3 separate regions of the Zea mays genome follow, and all the other regions are linked to region 2. The links are chromatin contacts, called in public Hi-C maps. All regions are on one chromosome and are shown on one strand. The core of a region is the stretch at or near the end of the contact, and the rest is flanking DNA. Distances in the headings are between cores, read along the strand shown.

Region 1 (4,623 bases), core at 1,473-3,972, 430 kb after region 2:
GCCAACGGCTCTCAGACTCCAACGGTCGGCTTCGCCAAATAAGGAAGGATATCTGCACCGGACAGTGTCCGGTGGTGCACTGGACTGTCCGGTGCGCCAGTCGATAGAAGGCATGATCTGCCTTCCAAGATTGCTCTCAACGGCTCCTAGCTGCCTTGGGGCTATAAAAGGGACCCCTAGGCGCATGGAGGAGCACACCAAGCATTCCTTGAGCACTCTTGATCACTCACACTCCATTCTTGCGCACTTGTTCGACATTCTAGTGATTTGAGCTCCGTTCTAGTGTGCTAGTCTTTTGAGCTTAAGTCTGGGTCTTGTGTGTGTGTATTTGCTGTGATCTTAGTGTCTTGTGTGAGTTGCTAATCCCTCCCTTACTCCGTGCTTCTTTGTGAACTTCAAGTGTAAGGGCGAGAGGCTCCAAGTTGTGGAGATTCCTCGCAAACGGGATTAAGAAAAGCAAGCAAAACACCGTGGTATTCAAGTGGGTCTTTGGACCGTTTGAGAGGGGTTGATTGCAACCCTCGTCCGTTGGGACGCCACAACGTGGAGTAGGCAAGTGTTGGTCTTGGCCGAACCACGGGATAACTATCGTGCCATCTCTGTGATTGATATCTTGTGGTTATTGTGTTTTGTTGAAGACTCCTCTCTAGCCACTAGCAATTATTGTGCTAACACTTAACCAAGTTTTTGTGGCTTAAGTTTCAAGTGTTACAGGATCACCTATTCACCCCCCTCTAGGTGCTCTCAAGATGAGTATCCTTAATTCAAGACTTTGGTGTTTTATACTCCATTCGTTCCAATTTATAATTCGTTTGACTTTTTTACCTCATGTTTTAATGTCTCGTCTTACTAAAAAATCATAATTGTTATTAGTTTTTACTATAATATCGTTTAGCATATAATGTACTTTAAATATGGCTTTGATTTTTTTGCAAAAAATTTAAATAAGGTAAGCCGATCAAATTTGGTAAAAAAAAGTCAAACGAATTATAAATTGTAACGAATAAAGTATTATTTATTTATTATTATTATTGTTGTTGTTGGAGTTGGAGTTATGTTCAATATATTTAATAGATATGTTTGCAAGGAGACAAGAACCATCTAAGCAAAGGTAAGGTGAGTCGTCTTTCTCCGTAAGGGTTTGTATAATTACGTCTAGATCGATCGAAGGAATCAGAAGTAATTAAGTTTTTTCATAGTCAAAATTAAATAGAAAAATATTTAATTCCTCAATTCTCTTCGATCAAGACGCAATCAAAAGCCCATAACTTTGATTTGAGCAATCATCCCATTTAAATTGAGGTGATGTATCATGGATTCATTCATCAAATTTAGTGAAATGACTCCATTTCAAATATTAGTACTAAGGCCCTGTTTGTTTCAGATTATAATCTCTCTAGATTATATAATCCATCTCAAATAATCAAATAGTTAAACAAACACCTAGATTATGGGTCAGATTATATAATCTAAACCCCAAATTATGATAATCTCATAATCTTCTCAAGACTAGCTTATTTGAGATTATTTTGGTAAAAGACCCACTGTCCATAGTTATGTAAATAGAAATTACAATATATGCCATCCTTTTTTCCCACCTCAAATAAATAATAAGGGTATTGTTGTCTTTGTGAATAATCTACATTGGTATAATCTAAACTACCAAACAACTACATATAGATTATAATATATCTAGATTATAATCTGGATTATATAATTTAGATTATAATCCAGATTATATAATTTATAAGTTGAAACAAACAGGCCCTAAGCCCTGTTTGTTTCAGATTATAATCTCTCCAGATTATATAATCTAGCGCAAATAATCCATTAGGTAAACAAACAACTAGATTATGAGTTCAGATTATATAATCTAAAGGCCAGATTATGATAATCTCATAATCTCCTCAAGGGTAGCTTATTTGAGATTATTTTGGCAAAAGAACCACTACCCATGGTTATGTAAATAGAAATTACAATATATGCCATCTTTTTTTCTCACCTTAAATAAACAAACAAGGGTATTATTGTCTTTGTGAATAATCTACATTTGTATAATCTAAACTACCAAACAACTACATATAGATTATAATATATCTAGATTATAATCTGGATTATATAATTTAGATTATATTCCAGATTGTATAATCTATAAGCTGAAACAAACAGGCCCTAACTGACTACGAGAAATGAGATGATAATAGATTAACTCATTATTCAAATCAAATACCCCGTAATTCAAACCAAACATCCCATGACTCTTCGTGCCGCAAGTCCGCAACTCGCCAAAGGTTCGTCACGCCTCTACGCATGTGTCGCCGTTCATTCCCAGGCGCTGGCTCACTAACAGCCCGTTCGTTTACATAGGAATAAACCTGAATTCATTTTAGCTTATCAAAATTTATATAAATTAGAGAAATAATTCGGCTAGAAATTATTCCGGATCTCCAATCCGTAAAAACCAAACAGAGCCTTAAAAGTCAAGTGAACGTTTTGTTTGCCGCACTCGCGGCATGGTTGTCTTCCAAACATGGTTTAAACCTTCGTGCTCACAATTTTGCTCATGCGGGGCGGCAGAGGTGATTGAGAAGGGGTTTATTTATAATAAATGTTTTGTTATGGCTCCATAATACAGTGGTGTGGCTTTACCGCTTGGGTCACCTAGGTAATTAAACAAGCAAAAAATGGTTAATTAGAATCTTAATGCCAGATTTATCCACGTAACGACGCATCGAGACCCATGCAAGGGTAATGATGAAGAGTGCCCACGAAGCTTGTGTGTCCGCGGTCCGCCTTGTCCCCCACCTCCTATAAAACGGGAGCGAAGACGGCCCTCCCCTTGGAGACTTGCAATCCCATCTGCTCCGGACAGAGCCCTCGCTCCACACCGCCGGCGACCTTTTTCCTCCTCCGCTCGAGGAGTGGGCCAACGGAGGGAGACCATATGGGCGCGGAGGCAGCGCATGGGCATCCGCAGCAGCAGCCTCCCTCGTCCCTCCGACCCGGCAGGGAGGCCGCGGCGCCGCCCGCGGTGGTGGGGCTGCAGCTCTCGGCGCTGATCGACCACGTCGCGCGCGTCGACTGGTCCCTCCTCGACCGCGTCCCTGGCGACCGCGGCGGCTCGCAGCAGGTACTTCCTTCTCCTTCCCTCCCTCCCACGCGCAACACGGCCGTATAGTTATAATTCGCTTCGCTTCAACTTCTCCAATGTGCAGCTGTCCATTTATTCACAAATTGAAATCGCAATCCGACTTTGCAATGTCTGGTCTCGTAGAGCCAGTAACACTTACGCCGCATGATTGCCAGATGCTCTCCTCCTTCTTAATGTTTCTTCGGAGATTCCCTATATCTATCCAAGGGCCAACACGTCCTCGGAATTCTACACCCTTCCCTTCCTTTTTTCCCCTTTTGGGTTTCAGGATGGGTCGTTTGCCATCATATGGTTGTTCGAGCCTTTGAGGTAGGTTCTTGCATTAGTGCCGAGTTCTAGCTTTAATTGCGGCCCCACCATGTTGTCGGCTGGCCATGTGAGTATGTGACGTTTGGATCGCTTGTTCTTCAACACCTAATGCATTCAATTTTGTGATGGAATTACTGTATATTTTTCTGAAAAAACACTAATTCCCTGCCGCAAAAGAAACCTGTCTAATCTGAATTAGAATTTCATTCATTATCCCTATATCTCTGTGCTTGAAATGATTTGCAGCTAGTTTTGTTTGGTTCCTTAGAAAAAAATGCTTTTGAATAATGAATGGGTTGCTGAATCATGTTTTGTCTCTTTTGAATTGCCAATAAATTGCTTGTTCTTTTGTTCCACATGGTTCCACTCTTTCTGTACTTGAGCAGAATGATTAAAAAAGCAAGTACTTTCGGAGTTTACAGGCAGATATTTCCTAAATTTGACCTGGTCTGTGCTTTAGTTAACTGTAGCTATTATTGATTAAACCTGTTATTGCTTTCACTGAAAAGGGGCCTGCCTGATGGTTGGCATGGTCTACACTGCACACTTCAGGAATGGTCAACAGGTCAAGCAACAAGCATGGACTAATGTTTCTCAAATTGATTGGTCCGTTGACACCTAACTGTTTAGGCCCCAGAGTTGGTAAAAGTTTGTAATGAAAGAAACTGCTTGCTACTATCGACAGGCATCCTTGACTTTTTTTATGCAAATAAATGTAGATGCAGATCCAACTTGTCAAATTTTATTATAATTAAATGTGTCATCGTCATATTTCATCTTCGCAATGTTGTCCAGCCTTGGTCTGCAAAAAAAAAAGTTGTTCAGCATTCCCTTTAATTATCATTTATCAAGGGAGAAAAGGTACACCTGGAATGGTCTTGAATCTTAATATCAGTTCTATTTGACTCGAGACACTCAACCAAATAAGAATTAGGCCCCTCTTACGATGTGATTGCTGAGTCCTTGTATAATCTCTACATTGCAATTTTCTTTTCTTTTGGATAGATGAAACGTTAATTTCATAATGCTTAGATAAACCATGTACTTATATCTTCTGGATTTTGTGAAATGGGTTAGAGGTTTTCCCTCTTATTCGAACCCACTTAATTTATGATCTGAGAGTCAGAGATTCTTCAGTTGATCATGCTGAATATTATTAATTT
Region 2 (4,720 bases), core at 2,166-4,665:
AGTCCAGCCTCAGGCGCAACAGGAAGCTCCGCCTCGCCCGACCTTGGGCCTCGGCCTCAGGAGGAGGTCTCTGCCTCACCTGACCCCAGGGCTCGACCTCACCCTCGGCCTCGGAAGGTGGTCTCCGCCTCGCCCGACCCCAGGGCTCGGCCTCGACTTCGGCCTCGGGAGGAATCGCGTCCTCGCCCGACCTCGGCCTCAGGAGGAGTCTCCGCCTCGCCCTACCTTGGGCTCGGACCGACCGCGCCGCAGGGGATACATCATTACCCTACCCCTAGCTAGCTCAGGCTACGGGGGAACAAGACCGACGTCCCATCCAGGCTCGCCCCGGTAACAAGTAATGATGGCTCCCCGCGTGCGTCCATGACGACGATGGTTCTCAGCCCCCTACGGAAGCAAGGAGACGTCAGCAAGGTCCCAGCAGCCCCAACAACTGTGCTTCTACAGGGCTCAAGCGCTCCTCCGACGGCCACGGCACCGCGTACACAGGGCTCTAGCACCTCTCCGACAACCACGTTGGCATGTACATAGGGCTCTGGCACCTCTCTGCCGGACACGTTAGCGCATAGCTACACCCCCATTGTACACCTGGACCCTCTCCTTGCATCTATAAAAGGAAGGTCCAGAGCCCTCATGCGGGAGGGTCATCGCGCGGGAGGACGGGCTGACGAACCGGCTCACTCTCTCTCTCCCTCGCGAACGCTTGTAACCCCTACTGCAAGCGCATCCCCCTGGCGCAGGATAACACGAGCCGCGTTTTGCCCCCCTTGTGTTCCATCTCGCGCCAACCCATCTGGGCTGGGACACGCAGCGACAATTTTACTCGTCGGTCCAGGGACCCCCCGGGGTCGAAACGCCGACACCTATATATTCTAAACTAGAAAGGAGAGGTTTAAACTTAAGTACTTAATGCAAATCCGGAAGCTAAAGAGCAAAGGTAGAGATGCAAACTTCCGTGGACGACGCTGATATTTTTACCGAGGTGTTCGGGACCACGCTAGGTCTAGACTAATCCTCGCTGGTGCCCCTACACAAAGGGTAGCCCACGCGAGGGCCAAGCATCACAGACGAGTAACTCTGTGTCGTAGGCCTTCTCTACGCTCAAGTGGTGCTCCACTTCCGGCTCCTCTCGGACGCTCCCCGTTGTAGTTACTACCGAGCTTCCGATCTAAACGCTGCAAGCCTCGTTCCCTTTGGTACACTGTGGCAGCCGCACCACAAATGTGGTTGATACTGTCTTTCAAGACTCTCGCCCCACTCGGTACAATTACAACGACTCACGCAAGATCGGAGGGGTTTTGTGGGTTTTCTAAACTCACTCAACTAACTAGGCACAACATAGATCAAGCGCATAAGCGGTCTAACTAACCTAAGCACTTCGTAAAAGCACCTACACTAATCACCGAGTGATTCTATTATGCACTTGATTGTTTGAGCACTTGGAGATGTGTATCACATGTGTTGGTATGTTGCTTGGGTATTTATAGTGCCCACTCAATTCTAGCCATTGAAGAAATTATGTAGATTTTCTGTCTACGTGGCATCGGTCAGGTCTGGTGTGCCACTGGACCGTCCAGTCCAAGCTTGCACGTTAGCTAGATGTTGCACCTGTTGCCACTATAGACGATCTGGTGTGCTACCCGCACGGTCCGGTGCCCGCCACATCATATAGTCGTTGGACCACGGTTCGGTGCGCCACCAGACCGGTCCGATGCGCCAGCTGTCCGAGAGCCAATTGCAGAACTCTCTGCACACACGGTCCGGTGTGCCAGCTGATAGCCCACTTCTTGAATCTTCTATCTTGTTTTCTTGGGCTCTTTTGGTCTTGTGTCTTGGACTTATGCTGAGTATTTGTAAGTCTTCTAGTGGTCTTTTATCTCTTTTTTTGAGGTGTTGCATCCTAAGAGCCTACGTCCAATACACTTCGCATCCTTTGAACTACAAAACACAAACACTTGAAACACATTAGTTCACTGGTTATGTTGTTCATTAAACACCAAAATCATTTAGTAAAATGGGTCAGGTTCCATTTTCCTTATAGGTTCATCCAAGTAAAGGCTAACATGTTTAGTAGGGCTAAATCCATCTAATGTTATATTTTTAGTATGTAAATAAATATATTAGCGGCTAATTTCGATTAGCGCTAAACAATGTATCTCTTAGATCCGGACCTCTCCAAACGCTATAGCCAACTAAATTGCTGCTATTAGTCGGCTATTTAGAACACTGCTAAGAAGTAGTTTAGGGAGGTAGATTGGTTTTTTACATACCTAAATGTTGGGCCAATGCAAATATTAAGGACCTCTTTGGCATAGCTTTTTGGGTGGCTTCGGCCTCGGCTCATTGTGAAGCCCTGCCAAACGATCACAAAAAAGGCTTCTCGTCGAGAGCCCTGCAAGAGATGGAGTCATTTTCTTGTTGGGAGCTAGAGCACAAAAACCTGGCTTCTACTGGCTCCTACATTTTTCTCATACACCATTCAAAAGAAACACAAAAGAATCTATTTTGCCAAATAAATTGCAAAACGGCTCTGGCTCCTCTAGAGAAGCCAATGATTTAGATTGGAGCTATTTTCAGAGGAGCCTAACATTTGTTGGGTTCAATGTATAGCTGTACATTTGGACCGAAGCACGAAAAAGTATGACCTGGGCATGACACATGCAAAATATTTTAGTGTCGGTCGGCCCAGCCCACGGGTAGGCACAACCCGTTTCAGATAGACACGAAATGGTCCATCATATAGAGGCACGAAAATGCCAATATATTCATTAAAACCACACTTTATTCCACACTTTCATGTATTTGATAAAGAAGGCAACGCTAAATATGATATTTGTTAGATGTTTTTTGCAGCTTTGAATTAGAGAATATGACGTAATTTTACTTTTGTTATGAACATTAGACAATGAACTAAACTTACGAACTCTATCTGGAGCTGGTTATACTCTTTTTCTTTTCTAACAAAGGGTTTTTTAACGAGGTAGTCATTGCACAACTTTAGTAACTTAATAGAAACATTAAGTTTTCTTTTGGTCAAATTTGTTTATCTTATCTGGTATTTTTTTATTAAACTTGTGTGAATTTCGGGCTTAATGTAATTTTTTTGAGACAGAAAATGAATTTTAGGTCGTCCGAAATAAGTTCGACATATTTAAACAATCACATAGCCCGATATCTGAATCAATGGACCGGCCACGATATAACCCAAAATAATCACGAGTTGTGTTGAACCAAAATTCAAACCGGGTTTTTTTGGGCTCGGGCCGAGAATGTACACGTATAGTTCAATGTAAAGTGTGATCTCTGCGGCTGACTCATGGGCCAGTTCGGCACGCCCAAGTCCAGTCCAGAGTCTTCTAAATCCTGATCAGCAGCAGCCGAGCAGAAAGGAGGCGCGGCCTGCCGAATTCTCCTCGTCCTAAAAAACCCTAACCCCAACTCCCCACACTCGTCTCGCCGGGGGCGGCGCGATGAGGGCTATCACCGGCGGCGTCGTCTCCTCCCAGCCCTGTCCCCTCCACAAGGCCGCCCTCTTCCTCAAACGCTTCACCGAGTCTGCCGCCTCCCACCTACCCTCCTCCGACTGCTGTAACTACCTCCGCAACGCCGCCGACGCCACAACACAGCTCAGCCGCTTCCGCAAGGAACTCGGCGGCAGCCACAAGCAGGGTGCCGCCAACTCCGATGCCCACTACTATGATGATCCGGTGAAGGGCAATAGAAATCACGAAGATCAGGAGAGCAAAGGGGACATGGCGATTGCCGCTGATGATTCCAACCGCGATTCTGCCGCTGAGGCGAAGCTAGATGTTGCCTCCGGTAAGAAGGGCAATAAGAAGAAGAATGGGGATCCACTGGAGGATAGAGCGGTTGCCCGTGCTAACTCGCACATCCCCCCTTCACCAGAAATTGCCACTGAGAAGAGGAAGAAGAATCATCCGAATAAGGAAATCATCGTCGATGTGAAGCAGGAGCCTAACTCCCACATTCTCCCTTCACCAGAAATTGCCACTGAGAAGAGTAAGAAGAAGAGTCGTCCGAATAAGGAAATCATCGTCGATGTGAAGCAGGAGCCTAGTTTTGTGGTGGAAGAAGAGCTGGTGAGTGAAAAGAAGAGCAAGAAGAAAAAAGAGAAGGATCATGTGAAACTGGAGGAGAATGTGAATGAGGTGGAAGAGAAAATTGTCAATGACAGTGCAGCAGAACAAAGAGTTGCCATAACTGAGAGGGAAAGGAAGAAAAAGAAGCATAAACAAGAGGAATGCACTGAGGTTGTGAAGGAGAAGAAAATCACTGATGGTGATCTAGACCGAGAGAAGAAGAGGAAAAAGAAGAGGGATAGAGGTGACAATTATGACAATGCTCCAGAGCAGGTAGAACATATAAATAAGAAGCAAAAGAAGCATCTGGGGATTAGTTAGGAGAATCCTTACTCATTGGAGATGTATGGGAGTTTGTGACTGGTGAGGTTCCTGATGTTGTATTTTGGGCTTGAATTTGATTACTACTATGGCTGTGTTCTTTTGGCTACTACGCCAGACTCCACAGTTTTGTTCTGTAAAACATCCAATTTATATGTTATGGCCATGAGGCCCAAGCAATGATATTGAATTGTTACTTCAAATGCTCTGGATTTCATGTTATATCCTGTCATTAGAATTGTCAATTGTACCTAAGAGAAAACAGGGCACAGCAAATTATACACACGAAATTTAACATT
Region 3 (4,358 bases), core at 346-2,845, 500 kb after region 2:
GGTTGAACCGGTTTTCAGACCGGTCGAACCGGTTTCTACCAGGGGGATCCCGGTCCACTGAGCTACTCAGTCGGAGACTCGACCGGTTTCAAAACCGGCTGAGTAGGGAAAAATTTCGGCTCAACCGGTTTCTGAAAAATATCTGCTGCGACTTTTTCTGACAGCTCTGACTGTCAGACAGGTCAGAGCAGATGTGGCAGGTGAACAGTACTGAAACCGGTTGAACCGGTTTCAGGACCAGTTGAACCGGTTTTGGGGGCTGAAACCAAACTTTGGGTATTTTGAAGAGAACAAATGGGGAGACTTTGTGGGAAGTAAAATTTGTTTTTCTCAAGGGCATTCATGATCTGGGAAAATGATCTCCAAGGAGTTTTCAAAAGATTTTGAACTTGGCTCGTTTCACAACTTACTTAACCGTCGCGGATCCCTCTTAATTGTACGACGATTCATATGACTCAAGAATTATAAATTTAGCACCGCCGTTGTTTCTTAGCACTTGGAGCACGCCATTTGATGTGGAATTTTAAATCCGCTGTGCTTTATACTTTTATGCTCGTAAGATCTGTGCTTCTCCTGTCTGTAGAAATACTGTGTACATACTAGGAGCAAACTTGTTAGAATCTTAGTTTGTTTTGTCATTAATCACCAAAACCCTCAATTAGGGTTGATTGCACTTACAAGGAGGACATGGTGGCGCCTGCCACACTTAGGTTATCTTGGCGATGAGGAGTCCAGGTATAAGATATTAGACAACCAAGGTCCGTATCGTGGCAGCAGTCGGCATATGCTATGGAGTTGTTGGTGGTGTTGTGTCGCTTCGGCGTGTCCAGGGTTGGCAAGACACTCGCATTCTCTCGTCCTTCTCGGACTGACGTCTAGTGCGGGTGCCTCTCGGTTTGGAGCTGGTCCGACTGGACTTTTTCCCCGCTTGCGTGCTCTATCCTTATATATGTCTAGCGGTACCACCTATGTCGCCTCCAGATACCCAGTTCTTCGTCGTGTTCTTCTCCGGGAACGAACAGGTATGTCCGCCTCTTTCCTTCCCCTCCTGCTCTACGAAACATTGGAAGTGGGGAAGGCGAGGGATGAGGTCTCTGATTTGCTGCATATGGTAACCGTGCGTCCATAAAAAATATTATGCGAAAAGCGAAGACAATCAATAAAAAACCTTGAGATCTTTTTGTGATAGTTTATGTGGGTATTATTGTGAGCCGTCGCAACGCACAGGCAACCGACTAGTAATATTAAAAATATGTCTCAACGGAATAAAAAAAAGACAACACACCAAATTTCAGTGATCGAGGAGACATTGGCAATTTTGCCATTATGATTTGTGGGCTTCGTCAGTATGCCATCAGACCCACAAATCATAGACACATAATCCCACCAGTAATAGACACAGGATGACATAATAACATACATCAAAATTGGGAGTGGCAAAATCACAAATTTCTCGTGATCGAGCTGGGCCTGATTCTAGGCCAATAGTGGGCCGAAAGAAAAGCACGGCCGTTTCCGGGCGGGTCATCATTGTGCAAGCGGTGGAGTCTGGACTCTGGAGTCGAGGAAACCATCGTCAATCAAAAATCAAAAACAAAAGAAGCAAACCTCGTCGTCACGCCATCCCTCTCCACCTCTCGTCTTCCAGACGCCTCCAATCCGGGCTCCCAGCGTCTCGGAAAAGAGGAGCAGCACGGCACGGCGGCGATGGCGAGGAACGCTCCAATAATATGCTAACCCGTTCTACCCAGTCCAATTAGCAGCCTCCCAAGGAGAAGGAGATCCAATCCTGCGGGCGGGCGTCCCCGTATCCCATCCATCGATCCGAATCTCGGAATCTGCAGGTGAGGAGACTCATCGGTTCCCTTTTTGAGTAGCGACTCATCGGTTTCTCACCATCACTTCCACTTGGGGATTTCAATCGAATGGTGAATAGGAGTTACCAATCAACACTCCTTTCTTTTCTTTTTCTTTTGCAAACAATCCATCGAGAAAATCTTATTCTTACGCGATTCCTTCAGGACCCTGCGGCGCGGCTTCTTCGTGGAGAAGAGGTTGCTGCCGAAGCCACCGCCAGGTAGCCATGTCGTCCTCCGTGCTGAGGGCTGCGGCCGACAGGGCCATTCGCAGGCAGGCCCTCACGCTGACGAACGCCGCGGTGTCCAGGATCCGGCAGCTCCTCAGCCTAAGGCAACGGCCATACCTGCGGCTGGGTGTCAAAGCGCGAGGTTGCAACGGCCTCTCCTACACCCTCAACTATGCCGGTATACTTACTGCTACCTTGTCGCACAGATCAACTTTCTGCACCTGTTTTTCATCGTTTCACAAATTCACATTAACAACATCCGATTTCATAAAGGGCGGGGGGAAATGAATAAAGTGATAAGCTTATATAACACGTCTTGCTTAATACTATCCCGGTCATCCAATATGTAGAATTTTGTATAAGATCCTTTATTGCAAAATGTTACTTCTGTTGTATCGTGATGTTCAGCCATATACCATGGTTAGTGTTCTTACCATTTATATTATATTTCGTCACTTTTCAGTTATATTGGTAATTGGTATGGCAGATTAATTACCAGACTAGTCATAATACCCAGTGGCAGATCCAGAAATGGATCGCGGGTGGGGGATAAGTTAAATGTAATGATGAATGGAATATTAGAAATAATAGTATCAATTAAAAATGCTCATGATGGCATATAATCCCTCCATTCTCTTTTATAAGGCATAGCTTACCTGACAGGCTGACACGGCCTTATAGATTACCCTTTGACAATCTATTTATTTTATTTTATATTATTATGCTTATAGGCTTATGATAATTACAAATTAACCATATCAACTTTGTGCTATAATAGTTCAAAATTGTTAGTCAAAGATTGTGAGGTTTGAATCTTGATATGCATGTGCGCCTTATAAAAGAGAATGGAGTATAAGTATATATAATAACTTTGTTCGTAGAAGAATACGAAATAAGAGATCCGATAACCAAAAGTCATACATGTATGCACAATATCACATAGCTTTCCCCTACCATCTAAAATTGTATATTAAAATTTTCAAATTGTTGTATACTTCATATAAACAAGATTACATTGTAAATTGAAATGAAGTACTACAATACATACCACTCATTGTGTACATGACAAATTTATCATAACATATTGTTTCTTGTAGCCAGAAAGCGCTTTAATCTTTTTATCTTTAATGAATGTAAACAAATGCCACTCGGTGTAGCAATTTAGAATCAATTATTATGGGTATGAAAAATAGGAAATAGCAATCAAAATGGGATGAACTTATACTGTAGTACTAGACCATAGAACATTCTTTGCCTCATTGGCTCACTGTTGCAGCTAGCATACCAACAGATGGGGGATTAGAGCGGTGATCGCCTGGCCAGCTGGGTGCCTGCTGGATGCTGCCTAGAGATGCTATTCCCTTTGAATGGTGGCCAGCTGAGCGCTTGCCGCCTGCTTTCCTGGGACCATTGTTCACCTTAGGGGCTAGGGATCGCTGGCTATGAGCTTGGGGATTGCCGGTTTGAGGTGATGGCCGATGATTGATTATAGCCAACCGGAGCAGGAGAAGGGATGGGTGCAGCTTGCTGGAAGATGCCGCCACGGAGAACAGAAATGGTAGAAGGATTAGGCTTGATTTTCCAAAAGGTAAGTCGATTGAGGTGGAGAGATGATGATTTAAGGCTCTAAACGTACGGCTTCTTGCAATCACTACACCACTGCTCCATTGGTTATCACCCGTGCCACAAGGATGTCCTCGCTAAGAAGGCTTATTTCCTGTAAGCGCAATCGAGAACACAAGGAAGAACATGGAAGTTCTAGTCAACTGAATCGATTATGAAGGTGGGGTTCAACAAACTGATGATTGCTTGTATTGTTCTTAACAGATTGAACCTAAGATAACATCTGAACACTAACATAGCGACGGCTATCGAGTATCGAATATGTAAGGTTTAGGGGCATGCAATACCCTTGGACGTGTCCTCGATGGACTCCAACACGATACATAACCCAACGGGTCAAAAGGTGGTGACGTGGCACCAGACCAAATTTTGGACGCTGACTTGTTTCGATGATTCCTATTGATTTTGAAGGAATTTGGACGTAAGACCAGCTGGGTTGGAAAGCTTATGTTATCTCTAGCAGTCTTCCTATCCCACCCCCTATCACTCACTATTTCAAACTCCACTCTGTAAACAGTGCAATATACAATGTAAAACCCATATGCACGCTCCGCTGGAGACAACCTTATCTCATCTTTCCTTGCATATAAAAAACGTCGAAAGCAGAGTCTATATGCATTTTGGGCGTCAAATTTGGTGCAACCCAATC

What was found. A called contact is a pair of places that touch in the nucleus more often than the background predicts.
Region 1: a contact with region 2 is called in a Hi-C map of tassel, with 4 times the contacts expected there. The contact joins the promoter of LOC100282026 here to the promoter of LOC100277939 in region 2. A contact is called at or near these places in 2 of 25 Hi-C or Micro-C datasets (ear and tassel).
Region 3: a contact with region 2 is called in a Hi-C map of ear, with 4 times the contacts expected there. The contact joins the promoter of LOC100282007 here to the promoter of LOC100277939 in region 2. A contact is called at or near these places in 3 of 25 Hi-C or Micro-C datasets (ear, endosperm and tassel).

The regions. Positions count from the first base shown.
Region 1 is chr3:31,475,065-31,479,687 of Zm-B73-REFERENCE-NAM-5.0, forward strand. It overlaps LOC100282026 (ribokinase), which reads left to right and starts at 2,723. Exons shown (of 8, transcript NM_001154939.2): 1 at 2,723-3,130. The coding sequence starts at 2,945.
Region 2 is chr3:31,043,440-31,048,159 of Zm-B73-REFERENCE-NAM-5.0, forward strand. LOC100277939 reads left to right here and starts at 3,416. Exons shown (of 1, transcript NM_001151379.2): 1 at 3,416-4,619. The coding sequence starts at 3,471. The coding sequence ends at 4,421.
Region 3 is chr3:31,543,490-31,547,847 of Zm-B73-REFERENCE-NAM-5.0, forward strand. It overlaps LOC100282007, which reads left to right and starts at 1,596. Exons shown (of 4, transcript NM_001368111.1): 1 at 1,596-1,844; 2 at 2,022-2,264. The coding sequence starts at 2,084.